3 separate regions of the Mus musculus genome follow, and regions 1 and 3 are each linked to region 2. The links are chromatin contacts, called in public HiChIP or PLAC-seq and capture Hi-C maps. All regions are on one chromosome and are shown on one strand. Each heading gives the region's core, a stretch centred on a gene start, on an enhancer-like site or on the middle of the called end of the contact. The rest is flanking DNA. Distances are from core to core; before and after follow the strand shown.

Region 1 (2,700 bases), core at 24-2,523, 700 kb after region 2:
AGCGCATCCCCTTGTAATTCCAGCCCTGGGAGGTAAAGGGTTCCTGAGCTGATCTGCCTAGCCAAAGGGGGGAGCCAGGTTTAGTGAGGGACTAAGTGGACTGGGCTGGAGCAGTTATTTAGAGTACTTGCTTCCAAGAGATTGGGATTCAGTTCCTAACTGAATGATGGACAGCACACAAACTCTGTAACTCCAGCCCCTGGGTGTCTGATGTCCTCTGCAGACATATACAAATACAGCATACACACACACACACAAATTGTTTTTAAGGTGGAGAAAAAACTGAGGAAGACATTTAACATCAATTACGAGTTTCCATGTGTATGTGCACACACCCATCCATCCACATCCATAAACATACACACAAATACACACACATCCTGATACAGGGTCTCCTACGTAGTCCAAGTTGGTTCTGAACTATAAAAACCAGGCTGGCCTTCAGTAGTTGTCGTGCCCCAGCCTCCCCAGGACTGGCACTCCTGTAGGAGTGCACCGCTGTCACCCAATATTTGACTTTCAAATTGTTACCCAGATCTGGATATTCTTGGCCAGAAATCTAGAGACTTCCCAAGTCCTCTCTAATCTATTTCAAAGATTTTGGGGAAATGTAATTTACGCCTAATCTCTGGGCTGCTCGACAGAAGAACTGACTAATGACGTCTGTGACCAAGACCACAAAGGACAGAAAGACATGCCTATTTCATAGGCAAAGTGGCAAGAGACATCGGCCTCTTCATTTTATAAATAAAGGGAAATATTCCTTTTTGTCAGAACCAGACTCCGGCTGTGTCATGAGGTGGTGCAGGTGATGCGGGGGTCATGTTTCAGCTACAATCAAGATGCCCCTTTACTTCATTTTGCTCTGCCCTTGTCCTTGTCCTCTCCTAAGAATCTGACAGTATGTTTCTATGGATATGCCCCCTGGATCCTCTGGAATCTCAGAGACTTACTGCACTCTAACCCATGTCTTCAAAAATAAGAGTATCGATTGTCAAAGCAACGGAAACCACAGCAGGTCATCTACATAGCTGGGTCAGGCACAGATCTCAGCCACTGGGCTCGGATTTGCAACTGAGAGCGAACAGGCAGATAGGCCCTTCACTCTCAATAGCAGCCAGCACCTGAGGTTTACTGCAAGGTGGGCAGGGCCACATTCCCCAGAGGTCACAGCTTAGTCATCCAAGCAGAAACCAGGAGATGAGTAAGTTTCTTTCTGTGCCCATGAGGGAGCCGTCCTGCTTGGGTGAGGTCAAAGGGCAGTTCCCGCTTTACATTTCTGTGGGTGTTTCCTTACAAAATGTAATCACTATATGGCTACCATAAACACAACTACCTCTACAGTTTAAGGCGAAGTCAATTAAATGAGTCAACGCCTTGCTGAGTGCAAAGCAAACCCGTACAGGGAGAGACACACACAGGCCTGGCTGCAGGAATTCTTGTGTTCTGACCCAACCTCTACTGTAGCTAATCCACTGTGGGTCATGCACGGTCCTCTCACAAGCTCTCAACACCCAGAACACCACTGTCAACAGAGTGCTGGTGACAAGTTCTGAGAGCTGACCAGTTGGATAGACTTGGACTGGGGTTGGCTTGCAAAGATAGCCAAGCCACACAATACTTGAGAATCCGTGAACAGACAATAGACAAATAAACAAAGCTGTATTTTGAATTAGATAATGAATGGCAAAGTCATTTCCCAGGCCGCAATAGAGGGTCCAGTGGTACCTCTTTAAAGCCACTTCAAATATAAAGGTCTCTCTCTCTTTGTGACTCTCTTGGGCAGTAACCTGAGGGGACATCATAGAAGCAGCTGGGCAGTGTTGAATGTTAACAGAGAATCAGACTGCTGGCAGCATGTCCCCACCCTATGCTTACTGGCTTAGAAACTCATACGGTATGACCCCAGTAACTGCATGTTTCATAACATGTATCAACTCTTGTAGCATAGTATTTAAGACTGAGTGATAACAGTGCTCAGGCCCAAAGCCCTGGAAGCAGCTAAAAGCCCAAGTCGCTGAGCACAGGGACTTCTAGTGGCAAGTCACTTAAGCTCAGACGCCGCAGCGGCTATGGACAGCTTCCTGAAAATTCAGCCATAAGCTCTATTGACATTATTCTTAACAGTGGGAAGAAGTCTTGACTTAAATTTTGCAAAATGCCACAGGCAGGCTTTCCTTCATCTTTCTTTGCGCGTAAAATAGGGTCTTGCTACCCGCTCAATAGTGGCCGTCACCTCATCAGTCCTCCGTGTGAGCAACCCCTCCCCCACAGTGCTGAGATTATCCCACAACAGCCAGCAAGCCAGTCACTTTCTCCTTCTTTTTGGAATGAAAACGGAGCTCTTGATTCAACTTACTATGGCCACTGTAATACAGGCTAGTAACTCTTCACTGAAGGAAGATAGACACCCTTCATCCCCAAAAGCAGGCCTAGAACGCTCCATCAGCATAGATCGAAGCCATGGTCAGGAACACAAGGTGCTCAGGGGACGTTAAAGTGTTTATTGATGTAGTTAAGTTCTGTACATTCTCCACAGATCACACTAACAGGTTTGTAGGTGAAGTTTCAATCTGTGCATAGTGGGACGAGGCACGGCTAGGGCCAAGGGGGGAAGGAAGGGCAGGTGAGTCACAGAAAAGTACAAAAACCAAACCAAAACAAATAAACAAACAAACAAAAACAGGTTACCAGAACCTT
Region 2 (2,700 bases), core at 125-2,624:
ACGCCATGGTGCCAGTGACATAAACAGGCCGAGTGTCTTTCATCTTTCACATTTCCCCTCCTCCCTGACCTGATGGGGCCTCAGCACACTGTTCTCTAGTCAGTCTCGTCAGAGATGGCCTTTTGAGTGGCTTCCATCCTTTAAGAGTTCAGTGCTGGAACTGATATATTGAGATCAGAACGAACAACAGGTCTGTGGTAATAATGAGCCGGACAGACATCTGAATTGAGAGAATTTTGTCGGTACTCTTTAGCCCATATTTAGGCCTTTTGGATCCCAAAGCCTTAAATATGCACGATGATAAGTCTGTGTAAAGTAGGTGGTAGGCCAGTGCTCTGCCACTGAGCCATACTCCATTCCGATCCTCACTCTGTCCTTAGCATTGCCATCAAGTGCCTTGCAGAGGAAGAAAGTGACAGTGGAGCAGTGAAGGAGCAGATGTGCACATCCAGGTACACGCTTCAGTCTCACTCCATGGGCATGCCAGCAGCACTGGAGCGCGGTTCTCAAGGAGTTAGGGCTCCTGTGTGGGAGCCTGGCTGTGTAGTGCAGCGTCAGCATTAGCCCCAACAGCCCTTCCTCTCCCCACTGTGGTTTTTCCCTTTCTAGTTGTATGTATTATTTCCCTCTGCTTTCTAACTATTGCTGATTCACACAGAGTTGCCACCATGCAAAAACCCTGGAGCTGCCACAATGCTGTCCTTAGAATCTCTCCTTGGTGTCAGGAAAGCCTTCGCCTTGAGAAGCTTTTCAAAGGCATCCTAAAGAGAGGAAAGCAGAAGCCATTAGATAACGCCCACGCAGGTGCTTCCCCAACCTGCTCTGCTCACGCTTCTTTCTCTCCTACTCCCAAATCAAACTCGGATTTTCCAGTTTCTTTCTCTTGGACATGTTTCTCCTGTTGATCTTTTGTCTGCAAGATTGATCTTTTCTAGCCTTCTGTAGCCATTTTCACACCCTGTCTTGAAGTCCTGCTACCTCTGCTTATTTAAACAGGATCCCAGGTAATTTTCTTCCAAATCTTGGCTGAGCACACTCTAACTCTGGTACTTCTTATACTGGTGACATTTGGAAGCAGGAACCCTCCTGATAAAGAGCTCATAATTAGGCAGCTCTCTTTCCTCTGCCTCCTTTCTTCTTTTCCTGGGGTGGTGGCTCCCCTCTCAGCCAAGAGGGGGGCACCCCTGTGAGTTAAAGTCACCAGGAACAGTAGGGGCCCTGGTTGTCAGGACAACTGCTAACTTTCTGCCTCTTCCTTCCTTTGTGTCTGGCCTTTCTTCCTGGTGCTAAGGGCTTCCCACCCCTCACCGCCCTTTCCCCTTGGCTGACTCAATCTTCTTCTGAATGGGTGGCCCTTTTAATTACTGGCCCACCTCGGCCACCTCCCTGCCTTTGCCCTCCACTGAAAGGCAGGCTCAGGATTACTACCTGGGGACTGTGAATGAGCCAGACCTGCAGTTCACAAAGGGGCCAAAGAGGGGGGATGAGACAGTGTGGGTCCTCTAGTCTCTGTAATGAAAGTGTCCTTGTTTAGTAAACAACAGTTATGCTCTGGGGAGAGTCTGCCATAGTTTTCATGTTACCCCTAACGTAACAGGCGTCTCTTCAATCTGGTTAGTTACTCTGCAGCAGTGCTTACTGTTTCTATCTTTGTTTCCCTGAGGCTGCCGGGAAGGAGGGAAACTGAGGCATGAAGCCTCACTGGCTTCTTCCTATTCTCTGGATCTGATAGGGTTGGTACAAGGGACGAGTGGGGTCACTTTCTCTGTCACACACACAAACACAGCATCTTCAAAAACATTTTTAGTTTTCATTTTTTCTCGTTTCATCTTGGTAACTTCGTGAAGAAGACAACATAGGAAGTCTCCTGTTTTAAAAGTCAGTCAGAGGTGCTTGAGGTTATGCTGTGGTTACTAACAAAGGGGAGGGCTTGACCATCTTCAGAGGCAGATTTGTATAATATATCTTCAAATTACAGTCTTAAAAGTGTCACAGTGTCCAGCTCTGGAACAAATATCTTCAGACCACCCTTTGCACTTAGTCTTATTTTTGCCAGAATCTACAAGTGTCTCCTTTCTGTGCCATACTTCTTAGAAAGGGAGCCAGCTTCTGCTGCTTGTCTGTGTCCCCACCACACCTCCTTCCAGCTACATTCTTTTCTTCTTTCTAATTTCAAAAACTGGGTTGGAAGCAGCTTGGTGTTGTTCCATCCATCAGAAACACTTCCTAAAACACATGGGGGACTTAGTCATCTAGACATCTCTCTCATGTTTGACTTTCAGTCCTTTCTGTCCTCAGGGCTTATTTGCCAAGAAAACCAACAGAACGAAGCATAGGCAGCTGGCAGCTGTCTCCCTTCCCCAGGATTTATAGCGTGTAGAAAGAAGCCATGGCTGGGCCATGAACCCTTGCCTTTCACCCCTTGGCCCTTCCAGCAGGATGCATAACTATGTGTAACTTGCCCATTGCATGGATTTTTCATAATAAATTCTTCATTCTAGATCAGCTAACTTATTACCAACATATTCCTGACAACAATCACCCTGTGGCTGGAGTTTTGGCAAACATTTTAATTTGATTGTTAGCTTTCAAAAAGTCCATTACTAGGAAAGTAAATCTAAGATGTATGGCCAAGCATTTATGCAAATACAGAAATACAAAGCATTGTTATGTTGTATACAGTCTACTGATGTCTTTGTT
Region 3 (2,700 bases), core at 165-2,664, 560 kb after region 2:
GAAGCCTGGTGAGTAGTTAGATTTAGGCGGTGGTGTAAGACTCTGGGGAGCCTTAGCTTACCAGGGACCTCCTGAGTGAGCCACATGGAGCTGATGCAAAAAGCAACAGGAATTTATTGTTCCATTGCACTGGGGTCACCCCAGACCTGAAGGAGAGGCCATGACCCTCTGGTGCCCGGTCAGGAAATTTTTATATGGTTTCCAGGGGCCGAACAGAGCATCAGCAACTAGGCACAGTATGACTGGTGGAACAGTGCACCCTTTAAATTGATTGGTCTTTAGGGAATGTGATGGCAAAAATTTCCCTTGTCTGAAGGTCAGCAACAGTCCATCTGGCAGAATGAAGGTAGGTTCCCACCCTGTGGTCTGAGGAATGTTAATTAGCCTCTCCCTTCAGTACGGGCAATTGTTTTATGACCTTCCCAAAGTTCCTGAGCTAAGGGAAGGATCTGGGAGTAATACAGTCAAGAAAGGTTGATGGGAAAGACCCAGAAGCCTAGTGAGCAGTTAGATTTAGGTGATGGGAACACTTGGCTTTCTAGCTAATGGAGGAATAACTCACTGAAATGAGAAACTTAGAAGGAAATTGGGTCTAGTGTAGAGAGATAAGAGCTCTGGTAGAAGCACTCGGAAGGCAGAGGCAGAGGCAGGTGGATTTCTGAGTTCGAGGCCAGTCTGGTCTACAGGACAGCCAGGGCTATACAGAGAAACCCTGTCTTGAAAAACAAAAAACAAAACAAAAAACAAAAAAATAGTAGAATGTATTGACAGTGGTGGCGGGGTGTGGGGCATGAGGTGGGGCATGAGGTGGGAGGTGGGAGCAGATGGTTATTTGGGGTGGAGTTTGGGAAATGCATGGTATGCAGAGAGATTGGAAAGCCCACTGGACAGATAGGAGAAATAGCTTGAAGTTTAAGGGAATAAACATCTAAATGTAATATTCTATAATTAGAAATAAATATAATTCTTCCACCGGGTAATTTAAGCAAGAGAACAGCTCCTCTAAGTGACATCAAAATCAAACCATATGGGCCATTGCCCGCTCAGCTTTGCATATAATAAGCTGATGAGAATAAATCAACTGAAGCTAAGTGTGGACACGTTCCAACTGGTTTTCATCCTGAAGCAAAAAGATGTTTCCTCTGTGACAAACCAAAATCCTAAATTCTTTATATTTAAGATCAATCTTTTTGGAAATCTTGTTTACAGAAAAGAACTAAGAAACAAAAGCAATAAAGCAAGCACTGCTCTGTTCTACTCTTTTATCATGAGGGAACTCATTACCAATTTCCTATATCTTGCCCTCCACACCAGACTGAAATCCTTCCTATCCAGTCAGTCAGTTCTATCCTGATTCCTGAGGAACTGGATCGTACTCATGCTGGGTGTGGTGGCGGGTGCCTTTAATCCCAGTACTCAGGAGGCAGGTAGATCTCTGGGAGTCTGGACCAGTCTAACATACACAGTGAGTTCCAGGGTATCCAGTGCTACAAAGAGAGAGCCTGTCTCAAGTGAAAGGGGGTATGGGAGAGAAAGAATTCTTATGCATCAGATGTCAATACCTTCAATGTCACTGCTGTCTTGGGCTTTCTCCCATTCATCATTTGGAGACATTGACACTGTATTCACAGATACACTAATTCTGTAGCAGCCTAATTTAGTCAAGGTTCTCCAGGGAGACAGAACCCAAAGGATATACATGTAGCCAGAGAGATATTTATGTTAAAGAGTCAGCTCACATAAGTGTGGAGGCTGTCACGTCTAAAATCTGTTGGGCAGACCAGCAGGCAGGATTTCTGTGTTGCAGTCTTGGAGAGGAATTTCTTCCCCTTCAGGAAATGTGGTTTTATCCCTGGAGGCCTTCCTCCTAGTTAGCTTCAGCTGTCAACTTGACACTGTCCAGGGTTATCTGAGTCAGTCCCAGCTGAGGGATAGCCTGGATTCTACTGGCCTGTGAACACCACTGTGAGGCATTTTCTTGATTGCTAACTGATATAGAAAGGTCCACCCCATTGTGGGTGGATCCATCCCTAGGCAATGGATCCTGAACTGTACAAAAAAGGTCTGTCTCCTAGTGCTGGGTTATAGGTATAGCCATGCCAAGCTTTTCCTGTTTTAATCAACTATATAAATATAGGATCTGGTGAGATGGCCCAGTCAGTAAAATGTTTGTTTACAAGCACGAGGACCTGAATTTGGATCCTACATAAAAATCTGTATATGTCTGTAACTGTGGTGGTGGGGAAGAGCAAAGAAAGGCAGATCCCTGCATGTCCATGGCTAGCCAGCCAGCCTAGTCTATCTGTAAACAGGTTTAGTAAGAGACCCTGACTTAAAAAAAAAAAAAAAAAAGTGGAGGGCTCGGAGATAGCTAAGTGGGTCAGAGAACTTGTTTTTCAAACATGAAGATCCGAATTCAAATCTACTGCACCCATATAAAAGCTTGGCATGGCTGTGAGTACCTGAAACCCCAGCACTAGGGAACAGAGACAGGGGGATCCTGAGAGCTCACTGGTCAGACAACATGCGTTAGCAAGAGACTGTATCTCAGGCAAAATGTAGGGGACAGTAGAGGAAGATGCCCAGTGTCCTCTACATTCATGCATAGAGATACATGTTTCCACACAGTCACAAGCAAGTACCACACACACACACACACACACACACACACACACACACACACACACATACACCAGAACA

What was found. HiChIP or PLAC-seq counts read pairs in DNA pulled down with a chosen protein or histone mark. Capture Hi-C pulls out chosen DNA fragments and counts their contacts.
Region 1: an H3K27ac HiChIP or PLAC-seq map of embryonic stem cells shows a contact between it and region 2, with 8 times the contacts expected there. The contact joins two enhancer-like sites. A contact is called at or near these places in 1 of 484 Hi-C or Micro-C datasets (cortical neurons) and 4 of 115 datasets of contacts at active chromatin or transcription factors (bone marrow-derived macrophages, embryonic forebrain, embryonic stem cells and 1 more).
Region 3: a contact with region 2 is called in a capture Hi-C map of embryonic stem cells, with 5 times the contacts expected there. The contact joins two enhancer-like sites. A contact is called at or near these places in 11 of 39 promoter capture datasets (the 3T3-L1 cell line, cranial neural crest, frontonasal cranial neural crest and 6 more), 1 of 484 Hi-C or Micro-C datasets (nephron progenitors), 8 of 115 datasets of contacts at active chromatin or transcription factors (bone marrow-derived macrophages, craniofacial prominence, embryonic basal ganglia and 2 more) and 1 of 9 other capture datasets (embryonic stem cells).

The regions. Positions count from the first base shown.
Region 1 is chr9:31,147,073-31,149,772 of GRCm38.p6, forward strand. Aplp2 (amyloid beta (A4) precursor-like protein 2) reads right to left here. Exons shown (of 18, transcript NM_001357698.1): 18 at 2,485-2,700. Among named protein-coding and RNA genes, the nearest start is that of St14, 17 kb to the left of the region's middle. Within about 2 kb of position 1,274, at least 40 of the 459 cell types and tissues checked have an H3K27ac peak or open chromatin away from gene starts, as enhancers often do. A contact at or near this core is called in embryonic stem cells, where this site is marked.
Region 2 is chr9:30,448,712-30,451,411 of GRCm38.p6, forward strand. All of the region lies in intron 8 of Snx19 (sorting nexin 19), which reads left to right. Among named protein-coding and RNA genes, the nearest start is that of Snx19, 23 kb to the left of the region's middle. Within about 2 kb of position 1,375, at least 17 of the 459 cell types and tissues checked have an H3K27ac peak or open chromatin away from gene starts, as enhancers often do. A contact at or near this core is called in embryonic stem cells, where this site is marked.
Region 3 is chr9:31,009,902-31,012,601 of GRCm38.p6, forward strand. No RefSeq gene overlaps it. Among named protein-coding and RNA genes, the nearest start is that of Gm29724, 7.5 kb to the left of the region's middle. Within about 2 kb of position 1,415, at least 39 of the 459 cell types and tissues checked have an H3K27ac peak or open chromatin away from gene starts, as enhancers often do. A contact at or near this core is called in embryonic stem cells, where this site is marked.